Linked DNA regions of Sus scrofa: all the other regions are linked to region 3. A link is a contact called in public HiChIP or PLAC-seq and promoter capture Hi-C data. All regions are on one chromosome and are shown on one strand. Each heading gives the region's core, a stretch centred on a gene start, on an enhancer-like site or on the middle of the called end of the contact. The rest is flanking DNA. Distances are from core to core; before and after follow the strand shown.

Evidence for each region. Promoter capture Hi-C pulls out the DNA fragments that hold promoters and counts their contacts. HiChIP or PLAC-seq counts read pairs in DNA pulled down with a chosen protein or histone mark.
Region 1: a contact with region 3 is called in a promoter capture Hi-C map of liver, with 3 times the contacts expected there. The contact joins the promoter of FBXO30 here to the promoter of SHPRH in region 3. A contact is called at or near these places in 1 of 5 promoter capture datasets (liver), 5 of 47 Hi-C or Micro-C datasets (alveolar macrophages, brain, heart right ventricle and 2 more) and 2 of 2 datasets of contacts at active chromatin or transcription factors (alveolar macrophages and skeletal muscle).
Region 2: an H3K27ac HiChIP or PLAC-seq map of skeletal muscle shows a contact between it and region 3. The contact joins the promoter of EPM2A here to the promoter of SHPRH in region 3. A contact is called at or near these places in 1 of 5 promoter capture datasets (fetal liver), 1 of 47 Hi-C or Micro-C datasets (skeletal muscle) and 2 of 2 datasets of contacts at active chromatin or transcription factors (alveolar macrophages and skeletal muscle).

What each region holds. Positions count from the first base shown.
Region 1 is chr1:19,753,234-19,757,976 of Sscrofa11.1, forward strand. It overlaps FBXO30 (F-box only protein 30), which reads left to right and starts at 2,999. Exons shown (of 3, transcript XM_003121151.4): 1 at 2,999-3,105.
Region 2 is chr1:19,804,026-19,808,667 of Sscrofa11.1, forward strand. EPM2A (laforin) reads left to right here and starts at 2,640. Exons shown (of 4, transcript XM_001927632.4): 1 at 2,640-3,047. The coding sequence starts at 2,756.
Region 3 is chr1:19,611,543-19,615,661 of Sscrofa11.1, forward strand. It overlaps SHPRH (E3 ubiquitin-protein ligase SHPRH), which reads left to right and starts at 1,373. Exons shown (of 30, transcript XM_021087080.1): 1 at 1,373-1,631.

The DNA of each region.
Region 1 (4,743 bases), core at 1,749-4,248, 140 kb after region 3:
ACATTGAAAAAAGGGAAGAACAATTTGGTTGTTAAATTTGCTTTCTTCATCAACTGAATTTGCATTCTCTGACATCTTCTCTGTTACAATCTAGTCTGGTGTCTAAGCTCTGAACTTCAATTTCTGGTGTTGTATTATTCTTGTGCTTCTTACACCTTATCCAACTTGAGAATGGGCTCTTGAAAAAGCCACTGGGAGCTATGCCTTGTATAAGCCTGTGAGAGACCACTGCGTGCAGAGTGTGATCTGAGGAGACACAAGGCTTTTTTCGGGCAGTCAGTAGGTCAGACTAGTACTGCCCTTTCTTCCTTTTTTACTTTAAATTCCCAGGGTCACTGTCACTCCTCTGGGTGGTTAAGCTACACAGATGAAAACTTTGTTCTAGAGGTCCATGTCAAATGCATGTATAGCAGAGAAGAGAGCATATTTGAGGAAAGTAGTTATTCCTGGCATTCTCTCTGCTTGTCACTAAAGTTTAAGATACATTTTCTTAGAAGTCACCAAGAGAAGGTTCTCCAAGGAGTTAGAACATAGGACAGAAAATGAAAATTGGGATAGGATGAAATGAGAGGAGCATACATTTTGTTTTGGAAGTGATAATCATTAAGTACCTACAATATATAGGAGGTATACTAGATACTGAGGTTGACACAAAAGCAACACAAAACATGTTTCCATGGGTTTGAAGATAATCTATAAGCTGACACACATTTGTGAAGCAGGTACCATAGGCTTCAGCCACAGGTCCAAGCGCTAAAAATAGCATGTGCTACAGAAGCACCTCACAGAGGACATGAGATTCGATCTATATGGTTAAGAGGGAGGAAGTTCAGGCACGTTTATTAGCTGAGTACAGCTGACTTGAAATTGGATTGTATATAGCGTTTGATGGGGAAAAGAAGGAAGCTAATCAGGCCAGAATAAACGATGTATTTGAGCAACTGAAGACAGGAGTTGAGACTTTACTCCATGAGCATTAGAGAGCCACCACAGATATTCGAATAGAGAAATGAGAAGATGAAATGAATATCTTAGAAAGAACTATGTTGTTGGTGGGTTTAAGGTGAGAAGAACTGAAGGAGGAAAGATTGGTTAGGCAATAGCAGTAGTCCATATCTGCCTAGGATGGTAACAGGAGTAAACATGAAAGATGAGAAGAAAGGATTTCTTTTTCTTTTTTCTTTCTGCCTGGACATGGAAAATTATTGTGTTGGAGAGGGCAAAGAAGACTGTGAGGTTTACAACCTGACAGCTGGTGGGGGTGGAGGGTGGGGTGGAGGCAGGAGGTGACCCAGTGTCAGCTAGGTTTCTTAGTAAAGGGGAAAGCCCCAGCTTTCAAAAAGCATAAACTGCAATCATGTGACTTTACAGCTGGAAGGGGCTTTAGAGTTCATCTGTTCAGCTCTTCATTTTATAGGAAGGCAGCTGAGGTTCAGGGCAGCATGTGACTCAATCCAGGACAGTGAGCAGAGGAGGGCACCTGTTAACAGTACCCATACCTTCTCCCACAGAGTCTCACTGCCTGCTTCACCGTCTGTTCTGTCTAGTTCTCTGGACAGTGGTTCTCAAACTCTGTATTAAGGACCAGTGCCCATCTGCAGCCAAATTAGACAAAATAAGAAAAAAGAGCCTGAATCTTTCAAAAAGCTAAATGTCTTCATTTAAAGAACAAATCTTTACTGGGTGAAGATGTCCTTGCTAATAATTAGTGTTAAAATCTTCCTTCATGTAGGAAATGAGTGGCCAATTTTTACCATCTTTTTTACTTTTTTAAATTTATATTTGGCCACACCCCTTGGCATGTAGAAGTTCTCAGGCTAGGGATCCAACCCTATGCCACAATGTAACCAGAGCCACAGCAGTGACAATGCTGGATCCTTAACCCACTGAGACACCAGAGAACTCCTTTACTGTCTTTTTAACTACAATAAAAAGGTAGTAAACAAAGTTCCTTTTTCAGACTTAAAAAAAAAAAAAGTTCTTGAAAAATCTAAAGTCCGAGAGCCATTTCTTAGCATGACAAATTATGTGTGATCTATCTTTACCTAGACACACCTAGTCACAAAAAAGTATTACAAAACACTGCTTTTCTGCCTGTGACCCCACCAGCAAGGCTGGGGTCACAGCCATCTTCTCCTTATCCTTTCCTTGTTTTAGGGCTGGGCCAGGATCCACGGGATGGTCACTGTGGTTGAGGTGAGGGGAAGAGAGATACCTGTTTCTCAGCACTCGGAATCACTATTCCATCTGTCCTTCTGCCTTAGATTAAGGCATGGTGGTAGTAGGGGGAAATGGACCCCAATTCTTTGAATATGGCCATGTGATATTTCTTCAGTCATTTGTAAAGCATCCTACAAAAGCTTCAAGCCACCTTTCCAGCTAGATCATGTCGCCTTTCCCACGTAGACAACCTCGTTGCTATGGTCTGTGTGGGGGATTAGTCTCTCACAAAAGGCAGACTAGTGGGCTGCTCTGCCAGGGCTGCAGAAAAGGTTGAATCCTGCTGGGCTGAGCTCAGACTCCAGGAAGTAGAAGCCGAAAAGAATCCGCTAAGTCACAGGACTCCTGCACACTCAGCCAGCTGCAGGTAGGCCTGATCATCAAAGATTCAATGAGAGCGACCTAATGGGAAGACCACTGCACCCAGAGTTAAGGGACCTGGGTTGCTTCTCCAATTTAGGGAGGTAAACAATACTTTCTTCTTGGGCCTCTTTCCTCAATTCCAAAAGCACGCGTCTAGGATTCCTTTCAGGAATACAAGTTTCCAACATCCAACAGGATTTGGTAGACGTGCAAGGTAGGAACCAAGTAGGGTCCAGCGGAAACCCCCGGTGGGACGCGCGAGATTCAGGGAGCTCCAGCGGTGACTCTCCGCCACGTTGCTTCCGGGAAGCGAAAGAGAGTGCGGGCGGGCGCCGTGCGCGCCCCCGCCAAGCTCAGCGTGCGCGTCTCCGCCGGGCTAGACACCGCCCCCAGGCCTGGCTGGGTGGGCGGGGCAGAACTGGGCGGGGCGGGGCGCACGGGGAAGACGGTTGTCCGGAGAGGAGGCCGAAGTGCTGGACGAGGAGGAGCTGGGAGAAGGCGGCGGCCCGGCGGGGCAGAGAGGCAAGGAGGAGGCGGGCTGCGCGGGGGTGTGGGGCTCAGAGCGGCGCCGGGATAGCGCGGAGCAGCCGGGCACGGCGGCCACGGCAGCCAGGGCCTGGGCCGCGGTTCGGCCGGGCCGGCCGGTGAGTGTCGGGGAGGCCTGCAGGGGAGGCCGGCACGTCCCGGGCTGCGCCGGGGACAGAGGCGGCGGCTGGGCCGGGCGAGGCCTTTGGTCCGCGGCGGAGGCGGCCGTGGGGTTTGCGGACTGGGTCTGGGGGGAGTAAACACGGCCCTGTGCCGGCCTCACGGGTCGCGGGGCCGGGGTCCTGGAGCCGTGAGGGCGTCGGCGCCCAGCCTGCCACCCGGCCAGCAGTGGAGGCCGTCAGCAAATGGCGACCCAGACCCCGGGGGCCGACCCCCGTGTCACCCGGGCTCCTCGGGTGTCTGGGCTTTGAGAAGGGGTGGAGCAGGCGTTCAACTTAGGAAACCCTGAGAACCTCGAAGACCCGGCTTCTCTTTCCTTTGGCGGTTTAGAAACTTGCGTTCCGTGGGGACTAACGGGTTAAAGTAGGATTGGGAGGCATCCTCCGCCGTCTCTCTCCACGGGACCAGTGAAGTTGGTAACTTTTCCATTCATGGAAGTCAGAGGATCTAAGTCTTAACCTCAGCCCTTGTGAAAGAGAAACATCCTGATTTTATAGATTTGAGGGGTATGACCATTTCCAAGTTATTTGTGTTCTGTCTCGTGGAAGTCCATTGCTTGGAAGGGGGCCATAGGGTGCACACGTTGAATGCAAAATAATCTCCTTTGAGTATGTTTCTAACTCGTGTATTTGAAGAATAGAGACAGAACAGCGTGTTGTTTACATGGTTCTAGTACTCCTTTCCCCTCTCCCTGTGTCTTGTTTTTCTTTCTGAGCCATGTCGTAAGTCTCAGATAAAAGATGCTTGGGAAGGAATTGACCTTTTATTCCATAATTACTTTGTTGACTCTGATCCAAAATGAAGTTATTTATGGTCATTCTCATATTAGTGTAGATTAACTTAAAACTTTAGATACAGAACCCCAAGCTTACTATGGTTTTAATTTCTGTTTTCTATTTCAATACTGTGTTGTGTCCTTTAAGAGATGTAGTAAATTATAGTAACAGAGTTTTTGCATTTTGCTCATATTAAGCTTTTCCAAAGCAGTCCCGTTGTTGACTCGGCAAAAGGGAAAGAGTAGCATAAAATGTACGTTTAGGGTTTTGCTAGGGGTTCAATTTTTTAGTATACGGTTTCGCTGAATCACTGTTATATATGCTTAGTCACTGTTTCTTACTACATAAGTTTAATTGGGGATAACATTATGTTTTGCCAACTTTTTAAATTGCCAGTTTGTTTTCACTTGGTCCTTTAATTCGGTGACATAGTTTTTTCGTGATTCTGGAAATGTTAGTGGGTGGAGTTTTGTAAGTGTTATCAGAGAACTGAAGTTTCCGATATAGGCAAACTTATGCATTCCAAGTGTACTAGGTATTTAATTTCAATCCAGTATTTCTCTATGGCCAGCATTGGAGACTTTTTAATGCAGAGTGTCCTAATAAAATAGGCTATTAAAGAAAAATAATGCCTATTTTGAGATAATGTATATAGTTGAGAGGTACTTTAAGGTCACCA
Region 2 (4,642 bases), core at 1,390-3,889, 190 kb after region 3:
GGAGAACTCAAGAAGAAAAAAGAGCTGGAAATAACACAGCTTAATAATTGGTAATTTTTTTTTCATCAACAAGGTACACATATTAGGGCATAAAACTTACCATTTCTAGGAGATTAAATCCATTTTAAATACAAAAATATCTATGTCTTTACAGACTCATTGACCTATTTAGACTGCCATGTGTGACTCATCTGTTCTATTATTCCTAAGCATGAAGTTATTTACAGGAATAATTATAGAAATTTCATCTTTATTAAGAACTAATGGAAAATAACTTATTTAAATATGCTAGGATTTAAATGCATTCTATAAATGATTTCTTTATCAGAAATCAAATATTATGCTACATTATGTAATGTTATGTTATATCTTTAACTGTAAGCTGAGTGGATGTATTTTATCACCTGACTCTGCCCCTTCCTTGCTGTGGGCTATTTGCTGAAATTTTCTTGCCTGTTTCCACACATATAAAAATGGATATGATAATTGCAGTTATAGAATTGGTGAGAGAAAAATGAGGTAATGTGAATATGAAAACCATTTGTCTGGCACATTAAAAGAGCTCAGTAGCTATTTTAATTATTATGGTTAGTGATTTCAAATAATTGACCAAGTACAATTGACTTTGAAATATCTTTTAATCCATATTTTGATATTTTTCTCTTTCCAATTGCATTTTGCTTGGGGCACAAAGTAGTCAGCACATTTGTATTATATTTAAATCCATGCAATAAAATAAGCCCATATATTTTGTCTAGGGGTTTAAAAGAGTGCTTTCAACTGTTAAAATTACTCAACCTGGAGTTCGTGGCGCAGTGGTTAACGAATCCGACTAGGAACCATGAGGTTGCGGGTTTGGTCCCTGCCCTTGCTCAGTGGGTTACCGATCCGGCGTTGCGCTGAGCTGTGGTGTAGGTTGCAGACGCGGCTCGGATCCCGTGTTGCTGTGGCTCTGGCCTAGGCCGGTGGCTACAGCTCCGATTAGACCCCTAGCCTGGGAACCTCCATATGCCGCGGGATCAGCCCAAAGAAATAGCAAAAAGACAAAAAAAAAAAAAAAAAAAAAAAAAAATTACTCAACCTCTTTATGAGGGGAAAGGAGAAAAGGAAATAATGTCTGTTGAACAAATATATTTTTGGGGGATTTGTTATTGTTTCATCTGCAGAATAGGCAGTACTCCCCTTGGAAGAGCTGGTGGGAATAATGCCATTTGAAAAGTACACAACACAGGCAGCATGGTAGAACACAAGAAAGTTCTGTACTGTCAGCTTCCAGGGCACTTGCGTGGCCAAAGGACTCTTACTTTTCTAAAATTACTGTGAGAATATTTTGAAATAGTAGTCTGAATAAACTGACTCACTTTCCACTGTGATTTAATGTCTGCTTTGCTATTGAATCAGCTGTACTTGGCCAGCCCTGCCGGCCTCATTTTTCTTTGTGCTTATCCTTAAGCTTAGCAACTAACCAAACACAGAGTGGAATTATCAATATTTAGAAGTGAAATGTATTAATAGTTTACTAATTGTTCCACAGAGAGACTGAGTTTGTATGGCTTACATTTTGGTACTTCTTTCTGTTTTATTTATGAATGCATGAAAGTTTGGTGCCCCCCCCCACTATTCACAAGCCTTCAAATACTGGAAAAAAAGTATCTCTGTGTATCTTTAGTTCGCAAAAGAGAGTTAAGCCCTGGTAAACACAGAAATGTTAAGGCGACCACAAGAGCAACTTTAATAAAGAATTAAAAAGTAACAAGTAAACAGGACAGTTGGTTTTCTTAAGGCAGTGACAAAAATTAAAGGGCACCCCCCTAAGTCCCCCACTCCATATAGTTTTCATTTGACCGAATAGCTATAAGCCTGTGTTTTCTGGGCACACAAAAGTTTTAAGTTGAAAAGAAAGATGCTGACTTTTACTGAGAGCAAAAAGTTTTATGTTATGCCATTTAAAAATTATGAAGTCATTTATATTTATGGCCACAGAATTACCATTTTTTTTGGTTTTGTTTTACCTTGGAAAGGCTTGAACATTCTTACTCTAAATCCACTTTACACCTACTACAAATACCCCTAATAGTTTTTCCAAAAAAGAAAGTGATCATGTGTCGTGTCAGGCATCACACTGGTCCTGGCAAGGGAAAATACTGTGTTTTTGTATCAGCTCTTGGTTCTGAATGGCGCCCCTTCCACCAGTCAAGCAATCTTTAGAGCTGACAGGGTCTTTAGAAATCATTATTTAATACCTTCAGTTTACAGATAAGACTGAGACCCAGAGAGAGAAAGTGACCCGTGTAAGGTGCAAAGCTCTCCAGATACAGATGCAGGATCTTAAACCAACTTCACTACTGTGGAGGTTGCTTTCTACATGCCATTCACTTTGTCTTAAGGTCCTCACAATGATAATTTCGAGTCTTTGGAAAGATGATTGGAAAATCTCAAGGCTTATGAGATGTTTCCTTTTCCAACCCCGTTCTCCTTGCTTTCGCCGCGTCCCCAGGCGCCCTTGGAGCCGGTGGAAGAGGCAGCGGACGGGAGCCAGCCTCCTTCTCCCAGAGAGGCGGGTGGCGAGGCTCCCGCCTGGACCAGGCCCGGGCTCCTGAGCCGCGTGATGCAGCCCAAAAAAGGTGCAGCATCGCACGTGTCCCCGCCGGCGCCCGATCCTCTCGCGTCCAGGCCTCGCGCGCCGCCGCCCAATCGCCGCGTCCGCGGGTCACAGGGGCACTGGGACCTGGAGCCGCGCCGCCCGCCCGCCGCCATGCGGTTCCGCTTCGGGGTGGTGGTGCCGCCCGCGGTAGCCGGGCCCGGGCCGGAGCTGCTGGTCGTGGGCTCTCGGCCGGAGCTGGGGCACTGGGAGCCGTGCGGGGCCGTGCGCCTGAGGCCGGCGGGTACCGCGGCGGGCCCGGGGGCGCTGGCGCTGCAGGAGCCGGGCCTGTGGCTCGGGGAGGTGGAGCTGGAGGCGGCGCAGGACGGGGCGGAGCCGGGCCGCGTGGACACGTTCTGGTACAAGTTCCTGAAGCGCGAGCAGGGAGGAGCGCTCTCCTGGGAAGGTACTGGGCGCTAAGTCGACCTGCACCCCAGCCTCAGCCTCGGCCTGGGGCAAGCCCCACAGTCCCTGCTGCGGCCTCCTGGGCACTTGCCCGGCTCTCGGGCTTCGCTAGTCGCCAGAACTTCCCGGGCGCCCCGGGCTGACCCTTCTCTGCCCGCCCAGCTGTCGCCGCCAGCTCCCGACCGATTCCCTGGGCTGAGGTTGTGTTTCTGGCCTCCCGCCCCTCGATCTTTGCCCCTCTGATCTCCTTCCCACACTGCCCGGACCCCGCAGCCCGGGCCTCGGCCCCGCTGCTCCCTCCGCGTCCTCTCTGGGCCGGTCCCTGGGCTGCTTGAACCCCGGCTGCTCCTGGGTTCGCTCCTCAACTCCGCCTTGTCTCTGTGCCCTCATTTTCTTGCCCTAATTCACTCACAAATGACCTCATCAGTGAAGCTAGCCTTTCCACTAGCCCTAAACAGCAACATGCTACTCCCCCCACCCCTTAAATTTGAGAGTGAGCTAATGGAAAGACGTTGAGCCTTTCTCTTTTTGGATGTTTTTAAAATCTCATTTGACAGTTGAGATATGCTCTGGTTTCTTAAAATATAAAAACAGTGCATGCTGGCTGTAAGAAAACAAAGTAAAAATTTACATGTACAAAGTAAAAAACTTGTTTCCTCCGCATACCCTAAACCCGCTGAACAGTGTGGATTTATGTTTCACGCACAAATTGTATAACTTACGATTCTCTGTCTTGCTTTTTCTTGCTCAACAACGCGTTGTACCTTTTAGTGTCACTCCATATAGATATTATTTAATTTTTAAAATGGCAACAAAATATCCTGCATCTTCCGATGTGCATTTAGGTTGTTTTCCGTTTTCCTCTGTGATAAACAGTAATAGCTTAATTGAAAGTCCGTGTATAGAGTTATTTTTGAGTATTTGGGCAAGTCGCTCTAGGGTAGATTCTGAGAAGTGAAATTGTTAGGTCAACGTGTAACCATTTCGATACGGACTACCAGGTTAGTCCGTGAAAAAGGTTATGCCCATGTAGACGCCTGCCCGCGATGTATGAATTTAGACCCCACCCACACCCATTTCTTTAAATGTTCAAAGTAGGGGATTTGAATGTTTATGGCTCAGTAGTTGTGTACAGCAGATGAAATGTCTCTAGAAGTTTATGTGATAAAAGCGGCCATTTAGTCCATAATGATGTGGGAACAAAGAATCAGCAAAGAGCATGAGTGTTCTGTAGTATGTTTATGTATTATACTTGTTCCTCTCTTCGTGCCCGCACTGAGTTTTATGGTCTGGTGGCATTTACTGTCCTTTTGTATTACCATGCCAGAAGCGACAGATACTCTCATTGGTTATGCCCTTCTTTATATGATATTACTATTATATTAATAATGTATTATGTTTATAATACCATTATGAAATTGTCTTTCATAATAAAGTAATACCTAATCATTTTAATAAAAATTAAAATAGGAGTTCCCCGTTGTGGCACAGCAGAAACGAATCTGACTAGTATCCATGAGGATGCAGGTTCCATCTCTGGCCTTGCTCAGTGGTTCAGCGGTCTGGTGTTTCCATGAGCTGTGGTGTAGGTCACGG
Region 3 (4,119 bases), core at 123-2,622:
AGATGAACAAAGATTAAATGATGCTATGCTTATTGGTTTGTTTGGTTTTTTTTTTTTTTTTTTTTTTTTTGGTCTTTTTGCCATTTCTTGGGCCGCTCCCACAGCATATGGAGGTTCCCAAGCTAGGGGTCTAATCGGAGCTGGAGCAGAGCCACAGCAACGCGGGATCCGAGCCGCGTCTGCAACCTGCACCACAGCTCAAAGCAACGCCTGACCCTTAACCCACTGAGCAAGGCCAGGGATGGAACCCACAACCTCATGGTTCCTAGTCGGATTCGCTAACCACTGAGCCATGATGGGAACTCCAGCAATGCTTATTTTAAAATATTTCTGCCTCACCCAGCTGGACTCATTCAAAGTGAGCTTGATTTTCTGTTCCCACGGTGAGATGTAACATAAAACTATAAAGATAATCTTTTAGAGCACAATACACGTTTAAACACGGAGTTTCAAATTACATTTCCATTAGGTCTTGCACTTAGTAAAATGATCAGTTCGCCAACAAAGAGGGGAGGCTCCAGCATTAGCACTACTTTTTCAACTTGCCTCATGAAGCCTTGGATAAGGTAACTGATTTCCACTTAATTCTATGTGGTTTAGTAAATACAAATGGCTTCTTTTAGGCTAGCTTTAGAAGTCTGTCATGAAGTTCTGTACTACGAATATGGACCACTATGGACCGTCTCCGCAGCTATCGGATGCTCCCTTAGGCAAAAACTTACTTTTGTGCTTCTGGGATCACACAGACCAAGACGCCCCTCCACAGCATAATGCTGAGCCCGTATTAGGTACTCGAGCGCCCGAGGTTTCCTGGGGGTTATTTTTCAGGCTCTTGGCTCTGCAGCCTCTCAGTTTTTTCAGAGTTACCTAGGCATAAGCCTACCTCCATGAAAAAGAGGCTACCATTCAGTGAAGAGAAGGGAAAAAGGCTTACACATTGGAAGGGCAACTTAGGCACAATACGTGTGGTTTTTCCCTGATCTTAAAATACTCCTCACATTTTCCTGGGAAGTCTTTTAAAATAGCTTTTCTGAGGGAGATAAGCTTCATCCATAACTAATTCATGGACACTTTATAGAAGCAATGAAAAAAAAAAGGTGCGTTTGCAAAATTCTCTTCTGTCTTTTCAAAGCCATAAATCTTTCAGTTACCACTCGCTTCAAGCGGAGGCCACTCCCTTCGGCCGGCCGGCCGGCTCACTTCCCTCCCCGCTCTCTTCCAAACGGGTCTAGGGCCCCGCCTCATCTTTAGGGGTTCCAGCCAATCCTGTGTTCTCTAAAGGCTCCGAGTAGCGCTATCGCGAGATTCCAATCGTATCCTCGGATGGTCTCTGACCTGTGTGGACTTGCGCAGAAAAGACTCATGAAGCCACTGCGGGAGAAAGGAGGCGGGGCGCCCCCGGCGTGCGCGTTCATCTTGACCCTACGCTCCAGCGCACGCCCGGCACCTAGAAGCTGTGGTGTCTGGCCCCCCACCCCCGGGGAACCCCAACACAAACCAGCGTAAAACGCGTGCGTCCACCTCGGGCGGATGTTCGGTGGGTGGCGAATGCGTGCCCAGGATCTGCGGGGGCATTAGAGGCCCCGAGCCTTAGTGCAGAGAGGCACTAGGGGCTTGGAGAACGAGTCTAGGTAGGCTCTTGGGTGATGGAGGGTCAGGGGTCAGAGGTCGGGGACGGAAGACGTATCTGGACAGAGACAGAGGTGCCCAGGGAGGGACGACTCGGTTGTTCTGGAGCCAAGGAAACTAAAAGGCTGAGAGAGAGCCGCTGCGCGAAGCCCCCCCGACCCTTCCCCATTTCAGACGTGCGGGCCTGTGGATCGTCGCGGTTCCCCGGGGACGAGGTGGGGCCGTGGGAAAGGAGGCTGTGTTTCTCCCCCGGGGGTTGGGGCCTGGGGTGTTTATTCGAGTGTCCTAGGGGCTGTGGTCGCGCTCCTCCGCCTCGCGGTAGCTTGTTTGCCGGGCCTGCTGGAGCGATATGGAGCTGACAGCCTTGCTCAGACACTCGAACCGCCTTAGAGTCTTTCGGAAGAAAACTGAGTGGGTATCACCATTCGCGGCGTATATGTCCTCTGGATACTGGAACCGGGTAGCTGCCAAGCTTCTTGGTGTGCAGAGCTGTAATGTAGTAAAAGGGAAGGCCGAGGCTTCCAAGTTAGTCTGAAAGTTCTCAGTTATCTCGGGAGTCAGATTAATTACAGTCGGAGTCAACCACACTTGCAACATTGTACATTTTGACTCGTGGTCCTTGGCTAGTTTTCTGATCCAAGATATGTTTTCTGATGATTGACGGTCACTCTCAGCTAAATAGTATTAAATAATAACCATTAAGCTTGTGCCTTTTTTTCTAACCGAACTGACATAAGCCGATAGGTAGAAATCCTATATGTTTGATGTTTCCCTACTTATATTTAAATTAGCTTGCGTCTTTAACTGAACAAAAAGTAATTTTAAAGTCAGTACAGCTATTTTAATTATTGGGTTGGGCGATAGTAAGAATGATGAAACTCTCATCAATCAAAAAGGTCCGTAATATCTCTGCAGTCACCAGAAAGACTAGTTGGTTGTAATAGATAACCATGCTAGAAGCAGGGGATTAGTGAGCAGTAGTAGAATAAGTGTTTCTATATTGTAACCTGGCACTTACAAGGTTCACCAAGCCAGTAAGCTGGCAATTGAGAGTAAGGCAGTTTACTTTTGAAAGGTGCTGTTTATGTATATCCTCCTCTTGCCCTGCCTAAAGAAGTGTACTTACAGAATTATTGAAACAGATCTTTTATTAAGAGTTCAGGCCAGAAAGATTTGGGGAAAACAGAATCTGCTGGTGAAAAAATCTTACAAGGCCATTTTCTAAGTTTATATGACTAGCATGTACTTTAGACTTCAACAGATGAAAATACTTTCAGCCTGCTGGAGTTATCACTACAGAAGACTGTGGTAATGCTAGGTCATTGAGAACTTTTAGTCATCAGTAATGATTGGGCTTCACTTGCAAAAGATTGACCTTGGACAGAGTATCTCAAATGTATACTACCTGTTGCCCAGGCCTGCGGTGGATTTATTGTGATTCAGGACTGGTACGTGTTTTTTAAGGAAGAGATAATGATTTGGAGGGAAAAAAGCTCTGAATTAAGTTTAATTGATACCCATTTGTTGTATTGTCTTAGTAATGACATTTTATATTTATTTCTCTAGCAATCTGTCATTGTTTTCTGTTAAAGATACAGGTCAGTGGGATTTCTCTGTCTCATTCTGAACCAAAAATAGCTCAAAGTAGTTTCACACTACCTAGAGTCTTTTAGAATGTTGTTAAGAGAGATTTGCCCAAAAAGAAATTTGAGTAAAGTACTATTGGGTCCTTAAGAAGAAAGGATATCCAGGGAGTTAAGAGATCTTTGTTTCACATTATTTTGTATATTTTTTCCATCCTGGCAGTTACCTCGCATTGAGAGTACAGTATTGAATAGGATACAGTTCCTGCCCAGTGGTAGTTCAAGTAGTTCAGTATAGTTCAAAGTCAAACAATTAAGAACACTCTAGCAGTTGGGATCAAGGAGGAGAGGCCCTTAACTTAGCATACCTGGTCCTGGAAGGTTTGGTAGGAAGATTAGGACAACAATAGGCAGAAAAGCTTGAACAGGCATTTTAGGCAAAATCTTTTTACATTCAAATGCAGGACAGAAAGTGTGGTCCAAAAGGAAATTGCACATAATCATGTTATTCCCAAACAGATATTTCAGAAGGAAGAAGAAGCAGAATCATCAAAGTGAGATTTATGTGGTATGAGGAAAACAAGTAGAAGGATTTAGAATTAAGATATGATTAGAGATATATAGAATTGTACCAGTACTCAACTTACCAGCTGCCAGTTAACATTATGGTTATAAGTAGTTTTTTTGTTGCTGTTGTTGTTTGTCTTTTTGCCTTTTCTAGGGCCGCTCCCTCGGCATATGGAGGTTCCTAGGCTATGGGTCTAATCGGAGCTGTAGCTGCTGGCCTACACCAGAGCCACAGCAACGCGGATCCAAGCCACGTCTGCAACCTACACCACAGCTCACGGCAATGCCAGATCCTTAACCCACTGAGCAAGGCCAGGGATCAAACCCACAGCCTCATGGT